Regions from separate parts of the Bombyx mori genome. Here region 2 is linked to region 1. A link is a contact called in public Hi-C data. All regions are on one chromosome and are shown on one strand. The core of a region is the stretch at or near the end of the contact, and the rest is flanking DNA. Distances in the headings are between cores, read along the strand shown. Region 1 overlaps LOC101738295 (zinc finger and BTB domain-containing protein 17). Region 2 holds the start of LOC101738161 (tubulin-specific chaperone D).

Region 1 (2,892 bases), core at 276-2,775:
TCCACAACCATAAGAGTTCAATTAATAAACAGTAATGCGTTTCGGTTTGAAGGGTGGGGCAGCCGTTGTAACTATACTTGAGACCTTAGAACTTGTATCTCAAGGTGGGTGGCGCATTTACGTTGTGGACGTCTATGGGCTCCAGTAACCACTTAACACCAGGTGGGCTGTGAGCTCGTCCAACCATCTAAGCAATAAAAAAAAAAAAAAAAAAAAAAATAAGAAAAAAAAAAAAAAAAGAACTTGATTCGCTGAAAGACCTTAAGAGTTTCTTTATTTTTGTTTACTACCAATAATAGCTATGAAGATTTATTACAATCCATCCTTAACTATAGCAGATACAAACTGGTGATTCAATGATTTTAAAATTTCTTATACATTAACCTTTCTAAGGTAATGCATAAAAGAACACAATCAATGAAGTATTTTTTTTTGTGTTTGTAACTGACTTACAGAATTAATTTCTATGACCAACAAATTTAGACCAATAAAAATAGACTTACCAAAGGAGCTTGTTGAACTGGAGGTAGTCCAGAAGGTCCCGGAATAGGCTCACTTCTAGGGCTTGAAAGTGATGGAAGAGAGGGATGTGGCAGTCCAGGATGGGGTATAGCATTGAGTACACTCATTCGCTCAACTGGAGAATAGCGAGTACTCAGCACACCAGTATTGTGACTATTTATTGTCATATTAATACCTGAAAACAATGCATTAATTCCATTAAAGACCTGAATTTGTATTTATGAAATTTTTGTGTTTTTTTCCTGTAGTTTCTTAGAGTAAATATATCAGAGGTTGTAAAATTGTTTTAATTTTATACAGTATTACTTGAAGAAAAAGTTTTACACAAAGTAAAGTTTAAATTAGCTTTGTTATCTTAAATTAAGCACATAATTTTTGTCTTACCTATGTTCTAAAGAGTTAGAGATCTAAAATTAAGATGCAATTCAATATATATCGTTTTACTTTTCTTTTTCATTTTATTTGTAAAACTTGTCCTTTTTTTATTCGCTATCTTAAATTCTTTCATCCTGTATAATACGAAAGTATTCTTATGTTATTTGATACAATCCAGTCACTCCGTTCGATTAAAAATGACCAAGAACATATTTTATTATATTGTATAATTATTTTAAAGTATGTTAACAATGACAGCCGAAAGCTCTTGTGAAAACTGTACATTGTTTATTGTCTTCATCCATGACATTAATAACAAATTACAATATATTCTTTAATTCCTTCTTACTACTTCTTTAAGGATCTAAGAAACTTAGCAGTTTCTTAGACTATATTTTTATTATAATACAAATTAACTTAAAATATCACAGTAACACACAATGTCGAGAAAAAATATTAATTCTAAACTTAATTGAAGTTAAAACAGCACTCTTGTGACATTTTTTGTTTATTTTTGGCAATTTGCACTATTAATGCAAATGTGACAGATGGCAGTAGTTCATACTTGACACTGACACTGACAGTCTAAGCTTCTTCTTCTTTATTTTTTGACTCTGGCACGGTTTGTATATTAGCCAACGTCAGTCTAAGCTTAAATGAGCATGTAGTAATGGTAAATTTTAATAGCTACCTATCTGTGTTCTGTGAAAGCCGTGCTGCTAAAAGCCTGAGAAGACATTAACTATATACTATGTATAGTAGGGATACAGCGTCTACTCAATATATGTATATAATTTAAGCATTGATTTACGTCTCGGTGTCGTGTTCGAGAAGATGCGTTTTAAGTTTTGGGTTTTTTTTTAATTTGGAATCAGCTGAATATTTTTTTCGGGTTTTATACATATATTAAACAAAATTCCTTAACGCGGCTCTCGACTAAGATTGAATAATAGAAATTGTCATCTAATTAAAATAATTAGAACTACTAGTTTAACTATAAATGAATGTGATCTTACGAGCGTACAAAAACGAAACTGAGATGAACTACTTATTAGATTAATATGGTATTTATAAATTTGGATATTTCTTGCCTTAGAGACCAAACATATTCTATAGCTATATATATTTAATCTAACAGCATAGCGTTATATCTTCTCCTGGGTGTTGTGTAAACTCTAAGGGACAAGAGAACCAGAGAATGGACAACAGAGCTCTTTGTGTAGGTACATACTTTATGAATATACGACGGCATAATGCATAATGTCTATGGGCTTAGGTAACACATTGTATAAGTGTCAAATAGAGTAGGTCTCAAATATTATGTCTTTAATTTATGGTAGGTATTGAACGCAAGGGACGTCGTTGCTAACGGGGGCGCACATGTTTTTTTTTTTTTTTTTTTTTTTTTTTTTTTTTTTTTTTTTTTTTTTTTTTTTTTTTTTTTTTTTTTTTTTTTTTTTTTTTTTGCATTGTGATGAAAAGCTGAATATTAACGTACTAATTTCTTAATTAAAAATTTTGGACTTTGTTATTACCCCAAATAATACTGAAATTTTCAATAGCATCTATTCATACCACATATTTATGAAATAGCGAAGTCATACTTAAAAAACTTATTGACATTTTCTGGGTATTTACTAACTTTAAATTAATAATTTCTTAATACAATTTGAGTTTCAAGTCTATATCCTTGTTGTTCCTTCTTTGTAATCCAATAAAAACGCTAAAAAAATATATATTTTTTTTCCTTTTTTTACATTAAAGAATTGTCTTAATAAGTCGAAATAATTTTTCTGTACGCTGTCCGGTCACCGTCCTCGTCGAACCCGTCGCTTGCGACGAAGGGCTCGACGAGCGAACTAACCCATAGACACAGCCCACTGAGTTTCTCGCCGGATCTTCTCAGTGGGTCGCGTTTCCGATCCGGTGGTAGATTCTGCGAAGCACTGCTCTTGCTAGGGTCAGTGTTAGCAACTCTCCGGTTGAGCCCCGCGA
Region 2 (2,892 bases), core at 216-2,715, 360 kb after region 1:
TGACTGGACCTCTAGTTAATCAGAATTTTTGTCATTTTATCATTGCCGAATTTCAATAATAATAAATAAAAGGTTTACCTTGTAAAAAATTTAGAGGCTAAATAAGCACTGGCTTCAGCACATGAATCTTTGCTAAGTGCATATGTTTTACAAATATTAAAGATTCTTTCCATGACTGTTAATTTTTTCGAAGTGCCTGCTTCTGAAAAACATGTGTTACTCATTTTGTAATCATGAATAAAACTATCACTTTTAAATTTCGAAAATTTTATGCCACTGAAAGTTTTAGATATTAAATTACAAAATTGCCAAAGCAATTTTTTCCATTTTGTTATTCTAAAAGAATGATTCTCAATTACTGCACTATGACAATTTTGTGGCCCACCTAATTCTTCTAGTTTATGTGCAGCCAAAATCATTACATTGTTTTACATTATCATTACATCATTATTTTACACAGTAAATAGCTTCTGAACTTTTAAAATCATTGTGTGCCACAGAAGAAGCAGTTGAGAATTACTATTCCAACACAAAAAAAAATAATGTTTGTCATTCTATAACACAAGACAGTCTCTTTATGAAATCATGTCACAACTACTGCTATTTTTATACATGAAAGACAGATTAACATTCAACCACTTATTATTCATTATTAAAATATCATAAGGTAGGTATGTATTGGTCATTGATAGATGTTCTATAACATACCTGGTTGTCCAGGAGCGAATCCATCTAGGCGACTCATATGAAATGGAATAATAACAACAATTGACAACCATAACAGTAAGACAAATCTGCTTCTCCATGTTTCCTTATCATCAGGATTTTGAGCTTCCAAAAATACCAATACAGTCAGCAAATCAGACACCTAAAAATTATACATTTCTCTTTAATAAAATCCATTGTTATGTCATGGACTCATATCAAACAATTTAGTTTACATACTAACTTCATGTGGAAGATGTCTAACAACCACCTTATAGCCTCGAACTCTTATGATTTGGTACATGTAATTAAAAGTTGCATGTTTCAGTTCGAAAGGAGAATCTTTATCTTTGATAAGTAACAAAAATTTCGATAGAATTTTGTCTAAATGTGGATCCAACAGATGTGGTTGTTCATAATACTGTTTAAGTATTGTGTAAAGTTTATCGTACTCCACTTCAAAAGCAGAGGTGTTATAAACATTTTTTACATTATCAATCATGTTCATCACATCCTCGACCTCTGAAAAGTATTCGAGTGCACATCCCAGCCCAATATTATCACATTCGTCATCCCGGTTAATCTCAGAGTCTAACCCCACCATTTTTTTTCTTTTATGTACTCTTTTCGCGAAAAAGGTTTGACTTCGTGAGTTATTATTAATGATTTGAATTACTAAGCACTAAATTTCGTAAATAAAGCTCATATCTTCAACTTTTAGGAATAAAAACAATAGTAGGTAGACACTGTAGACAGTTGACAAATTGACAAGTCACTAAGGGTGAGACCGATATATTAGTATTCATTAAGATATTCGTAATACAGCTTGTATTCGTGTATCGGTAATCCGTCGAATTCTGATATGCTAATATTCCGTATTCACTTTATTCATAATATTAGCCAACTCACATCGGTCGGGTTGTATCTATCACTCTGAAATATACTGGCATACGCCGTACGTGTCTCGCGGATATCTGTCTATCACATTCATAACAATACTGCATGCGCTAAGAGGAAGTGAAATAAACTATATTTTTACATATTGAGCAATGAAAATAAGTACATATCATTATGAGTTTATGGACTATTTTTTAATTCAACTTTTTACATGTCAAAGATGCTAGTGGGAATTTTTAAACGCATTACTTTTTAATGTTTGGACCTTCATTTCTTGATTCAACTAGAGATTCTACTCAAGGCAAAGTAGTACATTTTTACATTTATTGGAATAAAATCGGGGAGCTTTATTTTCATTACTTTAATTTTATTTTCTGTTGCCTTCGAATTAGTTGGTTTTAAAATGATGATTTGAAAAACGGAAGTAGGCAGTTGACATTGTTTACCAATTTCATAAATTAAAATATTTTTTACACAAAACGTAATACGGCCAGAACTAAATTAAGTGTTTTTACGTAATAAATTATGATGACAATATATTTTTGCGGTGGTATTTAATTATCTTCTAAGAACTTCTCAAATTATAAATAAATGTTTGATTTTTGAATCGAAATGACTTTCTAAACAAACAGTTCGGGGATTATAATATTATAACTGTTGTGTACCTACAAGCCACTTCAGTACCGTGTGAGAGGATTTTTTCAAAATCTGGTAAACTCATTTCTGACCGACGTACGAGTCTTTCGGTAGAAAAAGTAAAAAAGCTAATGTTTTTATGCACCAATAAGAAATAAATAATATTACTAACTTGTTGTTTATATTAATGTACAATATTGACCAAATTCTGATTTAATAATAATATTCATTTTAATGTACATAATATTACTTGTAAAATATTTAGTATGAAATCAAATTCCTAGATACAATATACTATTTATATTATTAATAACTAATTTATGTGTATTATCTATGATTATTAACTTATTTCACAAATACCGTATTAGGTTTAACTCGTTTACCCGTTTTATCGAAGTATAATACGATATGAGGATATTCACGTATTAGTTAAGGTATATTACATAATGAATATATTCGTATTCGCTAATATTGACAAATATCGGTATTAACCCATCTTTACAAGTCACTATGAACGTTTTAACAGTTTTGCCGAGTTTGGCGCATAGATCTTTAAAGTAGTTTTGCGTTAAAGGCTTATTACACTTGGCTGAATTTAGTCGACTGAATTCAGAAGCAAATTTAGAAGCTTCTGATTACACTGCTCTAAATTCA

The links. A called contact is a pair of places that touch in the nucleus more often than the background predicts.
Region 2: a Hi-C map of posterior silk gland shows a contact between it and region 1, with 1.8 times the contacts expected there. The contact joins the promoter of LOC101738161 here to the enhancer-like site in region 1. A contact is called at or near these places in 2 of 7 Hi-C or Micro-C datasets (middle silk gland and posterior silk gland).

Annotation. Positions count from the first base shown.
Region 1 is chr9:7,441,871-7,444,762 of ASM3026992v2, forward strand. LOC101738295 (zinc finger and BTB domain-containing protein 17) reads right to left here. Exons shown (of 7, transcript XM_021346601.3): 5 at 504-697. Among protein-coding and RNA genes, the nearest start is that of ace2, 23 kb to the left of the region's middle. Within about 2 kb of position 1,526, at least 7 of the 8 cell types and tissues checked have open chromatin away from gene starts, as enhancers often do.
Region 2 is chr9:7,805,078-7,807,969 of ASM3026992v2, forward strand. LOC101738161 (tubulin-specific chaperone D) reads right to left here and starts at 1,466. Exons shown (of 19, transcript XM_038012966.2): 1 at 950-1,466; 2 at 709-868; 3 at 79-199. The coding sequence starts at 1,309.